3 separate regions of the Mus musculus genome follow, and regions 2 and 3 are each linked to region 1. The links are chromatin contacts, called in public Hi-C and promoter capture Hi-C maps. All regions are on one chromosome and are shown on one strand. The core of a region is the stretch at or near the end of the contact, and the rest is flanking DNA. Distances in the headings are between cores, read along the strand shown. Region 1 holds the start of Lzts2 (leucine zipper, putative tumor suppressor 2). Region 2 has its middle 4.9 kb from the start of Gm35183. Region 3 holds the start of Fbxw4 (F-box and WD-40 domain protein 4).

Region 1 (3,234 bases), core at 290-2,789:
GTGTATAAAACAAATGAATCTGTGGGCTCTGGATGTCACTATATGGCAAAAAGAGAAATGTTTGGATAGATATACCAGTTTGTGCACACATATGTGAGGTTTGTGTAAATACCACTAAATCTTCCAGTCACCTATCCTCAGTAAGCCATTCTGCTTCTTCTCCTAGCATGAAATTCTAGGGAAAATCCTCCTTTCTTTGGGTCCATTGAGTCAAGTCTCTCATAGACTGAGACACACAAATCTCTACAGGACGCCTGCAGTTCTCCTGGGACAGTTACATGGATTCCTACTGTACACAAGAAAAGTGTGTGAAAGCTCCCCAGGACCAATCTGTATAAGTGAGCGTTCTGGGAGTGCATGAGGACCTGGGTGACATTCAAAGCCACCAATGTGAATGGGGACTCCTCCTCCCTAAAACTTTTTTTTAACTTAAGAGTTTGAGGAAAGGTGAGATCACAGTGCCTGACGCCCTTGCCCCATCTTATCTTTGTATATTGTTCTCCACTAAGTGCCTCTAAGTGTTAAGACCAGAGACTCACAGGAGTCCAGCGTGAGGAAGGAGTTGCTAAGAGCTAGGGTAGGAACTGAAGTGTAGCAACTTCTCTGTAGGGTAGGTACTGAGATCGCCCCCAAAAGGTCCAGCCTAGGGATGGAGACTGCTCCACAGTATAGTGAGGAGTGAGAAGGGGCTGGCACTCCTGTCCCTACTCCAGAGGACACAGAAAGTGAGACCCAGAAGGAAGGGCAAGGGCCGGGGTAGACACTCAGAGAGACAGGAGCCAGAAGACAGAAGAGACAAAGGCCAAGAGGCTCAGACACGAGGAGCCAGAGGCAGACCCATGAGTTAGGGTCGCTGAAGCTACACAGGCAAGGACCCCTAAAGCCAGAGGAGCCACAGAGCTGAGCTCTGAGGGCCAGGCGTCAGGAAAGCCAGGCCTAGCCAGCCTGGCTCCCGCTTTTGAGGCCCAAGAGAGAAGGAGGGGCAAGCGGCTCCATTTTGAGAAATGCGTTTGTAGCTGTGGGAAAAAGAAAGCCCTGGTTCTCCCCAGCACTCCCTGACCTATCACTATGGTACACAGACCCCTGCGCCCCCACCCCAGCAAGTAAGCTGGGGGTTCTAGAGTCTGGGGCCGCGCCAGGGCCTGAGATGAGTCTGGCCCACGTCCCAACTCTCTGACCTCAGGGCTGGGGTTGGAGAGTTGGGGAAAGTCCCCCCAAACACACACACTCAAACTCCAGAGACCAGTCAAGCAGGATCCAGTCTGGGATCACGAGTTGCCATTCCGAGACTGAAAGCCCAGAGTCGTCGTGTCCCCCCACCCCCCCCCCCGCCACCCACAATAGTCCGCTCCTTCCATAAACTGGGGGCGTCTATGGAATGCCACCTCCCCACCGGACCGCATCGCTTAGAAGTTGGGGCACCCTCAGCCCTGGACCCCTCACCTCCGCCGCGCTGCTCCATGCTCAGCCCCGGGCCGCCCCAGCACTCCACAGGCGCGCCGCCCGCTCCAGCCCGCGCGCGGCCACTCGGAGCTGCCCGGCTCGGCCCCGCCTCCGCCCAGCCGGCGCCCCCGGCCCTGACCGGCCCCCGCCCGGCCCGAGTGGGCGGTGCGCACTGATGGGGGGAGGGGTCCGAGGGGCGTTCCCGCCCCGGGGAGCGGACACGCGCAAGTAACCCACGTCACGCGTGCCAGCCAGGGCGCACGCGGGGGCTGCTCGGCGGCGCTCGGGATTCCTCCCAGAGTGGCCTAGCAACTGTGTGTGTGTGTGTGTGTTGTGTGTGTGTGTGTGTGTGTGTGTGTGTGTGTGTGTGTGTGTGTGTGTGTGTGTGTGTGTGTGTTAAGTGTGGTGTGTGTGTGTGCTCGGTAGCGCTCGGGATTCCTCCCAGAGTGGCCTAGCGACTCTGTGTGTGTGTGTGTGTGTGTGTGTGTGTGTGTGTGTGTGTGTGTGTGTTAGGAGGCTCGGCCGGCTCGAGACTCATCGAGCCGGGTCACCATCGCCTATCCCTGCCGGAGCCCAAGGGCCAGCGGCAGCTGGTCATTGTTCCAGCACAAAGAGCCAAGGCGCGGCGCCAGCCCCGCCCCTCCCCCTCCGCTCCTCTAGGAGAAGCTTCCCTCCTCAGTCTCCAGCTTCCCGGTCCATGGGGAGGCCGAGGGGGTCAGCCATCCCTCTCCAGTTGCCGGCTCCTGGGCACAAGTTGAGGGACTGGCTCGGTCGCTGTCTGTCCCACCCCCAGCAGGCTGGAGGTCACACGCTTGGATTTTCCAAATCGGCGCCACCTGGTGGCCCTTTCCAGCAACTTACCAGCCCCCCCCCCCCAAGACCCCCACCAATCCCACTCCCTTTCCAGCACAGCACCCTCGGGCCGCGAGCCCAGGCTTGTCCCTGGCATGGCTCCAGCCTCCCTAGCCGAACCTCGGGGGTCATTTGCTATGAGAAGGGTCGCTGCTCAAAGGGGGTGGGAGGGATACCTGACCCCCAATAATCTCAAGAACGAACAGCTCAAACCTACACTGGCTCCGCAGCAGACATCCCAAAGTCTCTCTTGGGGTCACAAATATTTTTACCCTCTCGAAAACAACAGTCTTAACACCCACACGACCTTTCCCACATTCAGTCTCGGGCAGCCACAGTCAGTCTCATCCATCACGTGGCTCCATAGATCTTCATTCCATAATCCTTCAGGCCAACTCACAGAAGGCTTGGTGTTTCGTGCACGGGAGAGTGCACAACAGTCCTTTGCATCCAGTCACATTCTTTAAATACACTCAGCCTCCCAACCCTCTTCCACGCAATGACAGCCGGATTCAGCCACTCTGGAAACTTCTTACATCATATTCACAAACTACCCACTTTCCCTGAGGGGTCTCTGTGACCTGCTCAGGTCAGCCGACCTCACATGTTCTGGCAAGGCCATCCTCCCTTCCCCGATCCCCCCCGCCCCCCCCCCCAAGGTCTGCCAGAGCTGGGCTCAGCCCCAGGAAGAAGCACCCCCCCCCCTTCCAGGCCACAGCCTGGCCGGCTCTCAGCTCTATTTTTAGCTCCATGGAAAGGGTTGTTTTTCTTTCTTTTTCCCTGGAAAGGAAAACACAGCCTAGCCACCCTCAGGCTCACTCCAGCCCCTCAGCTTCACAAGAACATACCGAACCCCTCTCCCTAACAGAAACCCCCTCCTCTGGCCTTGCCCTGATCCCTGCCTCCTGGGGCACCGAGAACCTCCTCCCCTTTCTGGCC
Region 2 (3,234 bases), core at 504-3,003, 750 kb after region 1:
TACAATGCCAAGACCTTAACCACTGAGCTACCTTCTCCAGCCCCAAGGAAATGTAATTAAAAAAAAAAAACTCATTTGTAGTTACACCAACACATGTGTGGTGGGGCTGGAAAATAAGCAGTCAGACTGAAGTAGAAAGATTGCAAAGTCAAGACTAGCCTGGACAACTTAGACCCTGTCTTATAATTAATAAACAAACAAAAAGCTTGGAGATATAGTTCAGTGACACAGTGCCTGTTTAGCCTGTGTGAAAACCTAAATTCTACACTTAGTATTAAAACACACACACAGGGGCTGGAGAGATGGCTCAGTGGTTAAGAGTACCCACTGCTCTTCCGAAGGTCCTGAGTTCAAATCCCAACAACCACATGGTGGCTCACAACCACCCATAATGAGATCTGACACCCTCTTCTGGTGCATCTGAACACAGCTAAAGTGTACTTATGTATAATAATAAATAAATCTTTAAAAACACACACACAAGTAAATCAATATCACTCTTTCCCTCCTGTGTGTCACTAGTTTTATGTCACCTTGACACAAGCTAGAATCATCGGAGAGGAGGGAGCCTTGGCTGAGAAAAATCTCTCCATAAGAACAATCCAAATGAAACTGAGTAAGAAATAAGCAAGGTGTGTGTGTGTGTGTGTGTATGTATGTATGTATATATACACATATACACATATATACATACATATATATGTATACACACACACACACATATCTTTATGTTGGTGGACAGAGGTGCCTTAAATTGGGTCCCACAGTGTATGCTGGTGACAGGCCTCTTCAGGGGACTTCTTGGTGCCGGAGCTGGAGTGTGGTAAAGCGAGAACACCCACACGGAGAGAGAGAGACAGCCTGGTATGTGGTGTTCAACTCCACATTCAGTGAAGATGCACGTTTACTGAAAGGGGATTGCTAATGAGCTTCAGGGAAACTTCCTTCTGGAAAGGGCTAAAGTTTGGGGATGAGGATGGGGGTGGGGGTTGTGCCCACTACTTTTGGTCCTAGAAGTCTGACTGGTGTGAGGATTCTAAATTAAGAACTAATTTTCAAGGTTGTGGCGTATACCAAGGGTATGGCGTATATGTTAAGGCAAAGGGAAAGCCACACCGTCATCTTGTATTTGAGTGTTACTAGCTCGCTTTATAAACCCAGGTAAGTGGGCCTGGGGAGATGGCACCCACGTAACAGCATGACTTAAGTAGAAGCCCTTCTGCAGTCCCAGCGCTTGGAAGACTGAGTCTCTCTCTCTCTCTCTCTCTCTCTCTCTCTCTCTCTCTCTCTCTCTCTCTCTCTCTCTCACACACACACACACACACACACACACACGCGCGCGCGCGCGCGCGCGCCAGGGGCTAGCTGTAGCTAAGTTGAGCTGCAAGCATTCGAATCTTTCATCCCCGGTGACATCAGCCTGGAACGCTCTGGAACACTTGGCTGGCTTGCTTTCTCTCATGCTTTCACGACCCAGTCTTCCGTATGCTTTGCTGAGGTGGCACTCTGCCTCCTACGTGACCGCCTTGCCCTGCCCTGTTTAGTCTGCTCCCGCGACCTCCAACGCAGCGGAGGACCAGAGCCCACACCCAAGGTCTCTGCGTTCCTCCCTGGCGGAGAGGGAGGACTGGGGGGCGGGGGTGGAGGGTAGTTACAGCATCCCTTAGAAACTCCCTCAGCTCCAAACAGGAGGGCGACCGCAAGATGCAGGGGCACCTCCCGAACCAGAGGCGGCGCCTCCTGATGGGCGCGGACTCGGGCAGAGTCGCAGCGCGGCTGCTGATTGGCTGTGCGGAGTCAGGCGCTGTGGGCCGAGTGGACGGGTGTGACCCTGGGGGCTCTGAGTGATGGGCCGCGACTCGGGCGGCTCCCAGTGTTGACCTGGGTGTGGGCTGGCTGAGGGCCAGGGTAGGAGTGTGAGCACCGCCTGCGGTAGGGCAGCGATGCGGCCTATCGCGCAGTCGCTGCCCTCCTCCCCGGGATGCTCTGAGGGCTTTAATGGGGCATTCGCTCAGCACTAAGTGCTGAAGGACCGGAAGGACGGTAGTTTTGCTGGGGTTACAGGTATGCCTGAGGTGACCCCACAGAAAGTTAAATAGTTTATTACATACAAACAAATTAATCCTGGATATGTACACAAATCGAACCAAAGCAGATACCCAAATATTGGTGCGCAAATATTTGCAGCGCTTTTTACACTTGCCAAAAGGTGGAGCCAGCTCAGTTGTTGATCCGTCGATGAACTGGCTGAGGTAGACACTTTAAGTGCTTAGTAGGCAATACCAAGGAGTGGAGTATTACTTGAATGAAATGGGGACACCAAGGTATTGTTGAGGAGAAAGTCTTTACTCTAGAGGGAGAATACAGCCAGAGGCATCTGGAAGGGTCCAGAGCAGACTAAATATGGCCAGCAGAGAACCAGGCCATCGAGGAGGGAGAAAAGTGGAGAGCAAGAGAAAGAGGGACCCAAGGTGACCAAGACCCAAGAGGGCAACGAGGACAATGGCTAAAATAGCAGGGTTATATAGGAACGAGAAGCTTGGGGTCGGGGTCGGGGGAGCCCAAGAGTTGGGGAAGTTTAGGGTAGGGGCCAGGAGAGAGCGGAGAGGAATCTCAGGCACTGAGCCCCGAGATCAGCAGACGCTTTGATATGCTAATAGGCACCACAGGTGGCCAACTGTCTTGAGTTTTCTTTTGAACCTGACACCACTGATTTATGCTACACACTGGGTGATTGCCTGGCAAACCTTGCTGGGAGTGGGGGGTGGTAGCACATGTGGGTTATCAATTGTTTAACTCCCTATCCTTGAAGTACAAGGCAAGCGGGTACCTCCTAGGCCAGCACCGTTGGTTTTTTTTTGTTTTTTGTTTTTGCTAAGGGTGGGGAAAAGTTGGCTTGTGGCTGATAAGATTAGGTGTCACTGGCAAATGGTTTTAAGAGTTTTGGGTGATGAACTGTTGTAGAGGGCCTTGGTGGCCAGTCTGATTGACAGAGCTAGTTCTAAGACAGCCAAGGAAGGCTACAACAAAGAAACTCTGTCCTGAAAAACCAAAAACCAAAAAAACCAAAAACCAAAACCAAAAACCAAAAGAAGAAGAAGAAGAAGAAGAAGAAGAAGAAGAAGAGGAAGAGGAAGAGGAAGAGGAAGAGGAAGAAGAAGAAGAAGAAGAAAGAAGAAAATGTTTTATAATGTAACAGTGGTTACATTATGTCGTGAACGTAAGAAAGGCTTC
Region 3 (3,234 bases), core at 390-2,889, 640 kb before region 1:
TGGGTTGTTTTCAAGACAGTCTGACTACAGACAGACCAGGCTGGCCTTTAAATTGTGATTTCACTGCCTCCTAAAGTGCTGGGATTACAGGTGTGTCCCACCACTCCTTGGTTCTTATATAGAGTCAAGAAAAGGAAACTTATTTTGCCTTTTTCCCCCCTTTTGGAGACAGGGTCTCAGTATGTAGCCCTGGCTGGCCTGAGATCTGCCTGCCTCTGGCTCCTCAGCTCTGGGACTATTAGCATGTTCTACCACGCCTGGCTCTCCTAAGTCTTACTTCCTAAGTGCTGTCTAATAGAGAAATAACACGGAATACAAAGATTTCTAACAATTATACGAAATATACTGAATTCAGTTCAGTATGTCCAGACTACTAATAATTAACATGTAGTTTAGAATTATGTAAGACATCTCACATTCTTTTTCCTGTCTAGCTCTTCAAAATCAGCTGTGTACCTCACTTATGCTTACAGCACGCTCAGACCTGGAGACCCTGCCTTTCACACACACAGAAAGAAGCCACATGTGATTAAAGTGGCCCCACAGATCCAATGGGACAGCATCGATCTGTACTTCTGAAGCTTAGATTGGTTCAGGTGGATCCAGTGGGTGGTATGGGAAACGGATCCCTAGTAATCTTGTAGATTCAGCTCTGCCTATGTAACGGCTACTAAAAAACCCCTGCTTGGCCACGTGCTGCTTCGTTTGGGAGCTGCGGACTCAGGATCTAGAAGGTTGGTTTTACCTCCCTCATTGTTGTCGAATCATACTGGGACAACCTACAGGACCTTGGTTGACATCCTTCGTGAGACCAAGGGCAATGGAACTTTCTAACGTCTGGCTTGCATTTTTTTAAGAATCTGGTTTGTGGCTTGTGGAAAGAAGGCATCAACCTGGGGAAGAGGAAGCCTCATGGGACCAAAAGGCCCCTTGAGGGCAGAGGCTCAACTTTGATAGTTCCTGAAGCCACAGGCTCCTCTTGTGACGTAGGTGGGAGTTTTCTGTGAACCTTTCAGCAATCTGTCTGTCTGTCTGTCTCTGTCTTTTTAATTTGGACAGTCTCTTGCTCTGTAGGCCAGGCCGGCCTTGAACTCATGGCCATCCTCCTGCCTTAGCCTCATGCCGGGATCACAGACGAGAGCCATCAAGCTCGCTTTCTCCATCCGGTCTTGAAGACACACGCTTCAACTAGATGTTCCTGGTGCTCCAGAAGATGGGGATGTCAGTGACCAGGTTGGGGTTCGCACCCCGAAATACAGGCGTGAGGGGCGGGTCTCGGCTTGGGCCCGCGCCGCCCCATGTGACCCGGTCCGACGTGGTGTCGCCTCCTCTCGAGGAGGCGGTGGCGTCTTCGGCTGTGCGTCGAGCCGGCCCCGCGGCCGCTCATGAGCAGCCAGGGCCGCTCGGGTCCCCCCGGGAACCGCGGGCCCAGGGAAGGCGAGGGCGGGGAGGCGAGGAAACTGCAGGAGGCGAGGGTCGCGCGGGGAAAGCAAGGGAAAGGGAAAGGGAAGGGGAAAGCAGGTACCGGGCACGGCGGAAGAGGAAGCGGGGCGGAAGGAAAGCCGGGCCTGCAGCCGGAGAGGAAGGCAGCGGGGCCGGCGGCTGAGGCAGGCCGGGGACAGGAAGGCGAGGGAGGCGAGGAGGAAAGGCCGAGAAGCTCCGGGAAGCGGGATGAGGGCAGCGCAGAGCCGGGGAAGGAGGAGCGGAGGGTCGGGGCCGGGCGGCGGGAGGACGACAGCCTGGAGAGAGGACAGGAGCAGGGACCTCAGGCGTGCGGCGGCATCCCGGGAACCCGGACGGCCATGGCGGAGGACGCGGCGGAGGATGCCGCAGCGGCGGCCGTGGAGCCGGCCACCCGTCCGGCCGCGGGGCCCGCGCTCTGGCGCCTGCCGGAGGAGCTGCTGCTGCTCATCTGCTCCTACCTCGACACGCGGGCCCTCGGCCGCCTGGCCCAAGTCTGCCGCTGGCTGCGGCGCTTCACCAGCTGCGACCTGCTCTGGCGCCCGATAGCCCGGGCCTCGCTCAACACCGGCTTCACGCGGCTCGGCACCGACCTGTAAGCGCCCGCTCGCCCGCCCGCTCCCCGCCCCGGGCCGGCCAGCGTCCTGGGAAAGGGCGGGGCGCCGAGGCCTGGTCGGCTCGGGACCGTGTGGCACCCGGAATACTGAAGCCCAGACTTGCCCCCCACCCCCTCCCTCTCCCCTCCCCCAGCACCCTCGAGGAATACTGGTGTCACCCCTCTTCAAGATTCCCCAACCCGAGGAAACTTCCGGAGAGCATTCCTCAGTCGGCACCCTCCCCCGTGGGCGGCTACTCACAGTTAGCCATCCTAAAATGAGTATTCCCAAAGGTTTGGCTCCCTGGGTTCCTTGCCCTGTGTCCTGTGCGACAGACAGGACCTGAAGGGTGACTCCTGCTGGTTCTAGGGCCCAGGCCCAGGTCCACCAACGTGGTTTTTGTGGCCTTTCGTCCTGCCCACCCTCTCAAAGGTTGTTAGGTTTCAGGGCTCAGATCAAATTAAATGTGCAGAAAAGGGCTCAGAACCTTAAAAAAACAAAAACAAAAACAAACAAAAAAACCTTTCAGTTCCATTGTCAACCTATTTTAGGACTTAATTCAGGTGGAAGGACCCACAAAAGATGTCTGTGTGAGGCATCAAGTTGGATTTGGGGTAGGCGGTATCCAAGATAGGCAGTTTGACCTAGTAATATCTGAGACCCGTGGATGCAAACCATTCCTAAAACACTCAGGCTGTTAAACAGGAAGGGGAGAGCGTGTATGACAGTCACAGAACTGGTCAGGATAAACGCTTTCAGACTGCACCCTGCTCTTGCTTTGTTGTAACATATGCGAATATAATAAAGTTTTAAAAAACCGTAAGAAATGATCATTTGATGCACTCCTATTTCCATTTTAAAAGTTTTTCAGTTGCACACCCCCTAACCCTACTACCCCCCACCCCCCACCCCACTTCCCCATCCTAACAGAATGAATGCTTAATGAATGATGTAATAGATTTGGAGGTATGTCATACGCCATGACATAATTTGTCTTGAATTAACTCCTTAGAATAAAAATTTCAAGGTAGCCACTATTGGATTAAAGGTTTTGATGGGCAGAGGTCACAGTATACCAGCAAAGAATGAGTGAGCCGGTTTGATGAGAGAATTAAACCACATCTTTAGTGGGTGAGTGATAGTAGCCAAAGCTCTGTTATTTTGTATCGCTCTGCGC

What was found. A called contact is a pair of places that touch in the nucleus more often than the background predicts. Capture Hi-C pulls out chosen DNA fragments and counts their contacts.
Region 2: a contact with region 1 is called in a Hi-C map of uterus. The contact joins the enhancer-like site here to the promoter of Lzts2 in region 1. A contact is called at or near these places in 1 of 484 Hi-C or Micro-C datasets (uterus) and 1 of 115 datasets of contacts at active chromatin or transcription factors (pancreatic cancer cells).
Region 3: a contact with region 1 is called in a promoter capture Hi-C map of pancreatic islet. The contact joins the promoter of Fbxw4 here to the promoter of Lzts2 in region 1. A contact is called at or near these places in 1 of 39 promoter capture datasets (the SN4741 cell line) and 2 of 9 other capture datasets (liver and pancreatic islet).

What each region holds. Positions count from the first base shown.
Region 1 is chr19:45,016,440-45,019,673 of GRCm38.p6, reverse strand. Lzts2 (leucine zipper, putative tumor suppressor 2) reads right to left here and starts at 1,539. Exons shown (of 5, transcript NM_001130526.1): 1 at 1,444-1,539.
Region 2 is chr19:44,265,665-44,268,898 of GRCm38.p6, reverse strand. No RefSeq gene overlaps it. Among named protein-coding and RNA genes, the nearest start is that of Gm35183, 4.9 kb to the left of the region's middle. Within about 2 kb of position 1,753, at least 306 of the 459 cell types and tissues checked have an H3K27ac peak or open chromatin away from gene starts, as enhancers often do. A contact at or near this core is called in pancreatic cancer cells and uterus, where this site is marked.
Region 3 is chr19:45,658,598-45,661,831 of GRCm38.p6, reverse strand. It overlaps Fbxw4 (F-box and WD-40 domain protein 4), which reads left to right and starts at 1,639. Exons shown (of 9, transcript NM_013907.2): 1 at 1,639-2,056. The coding sequence starts at 1,803.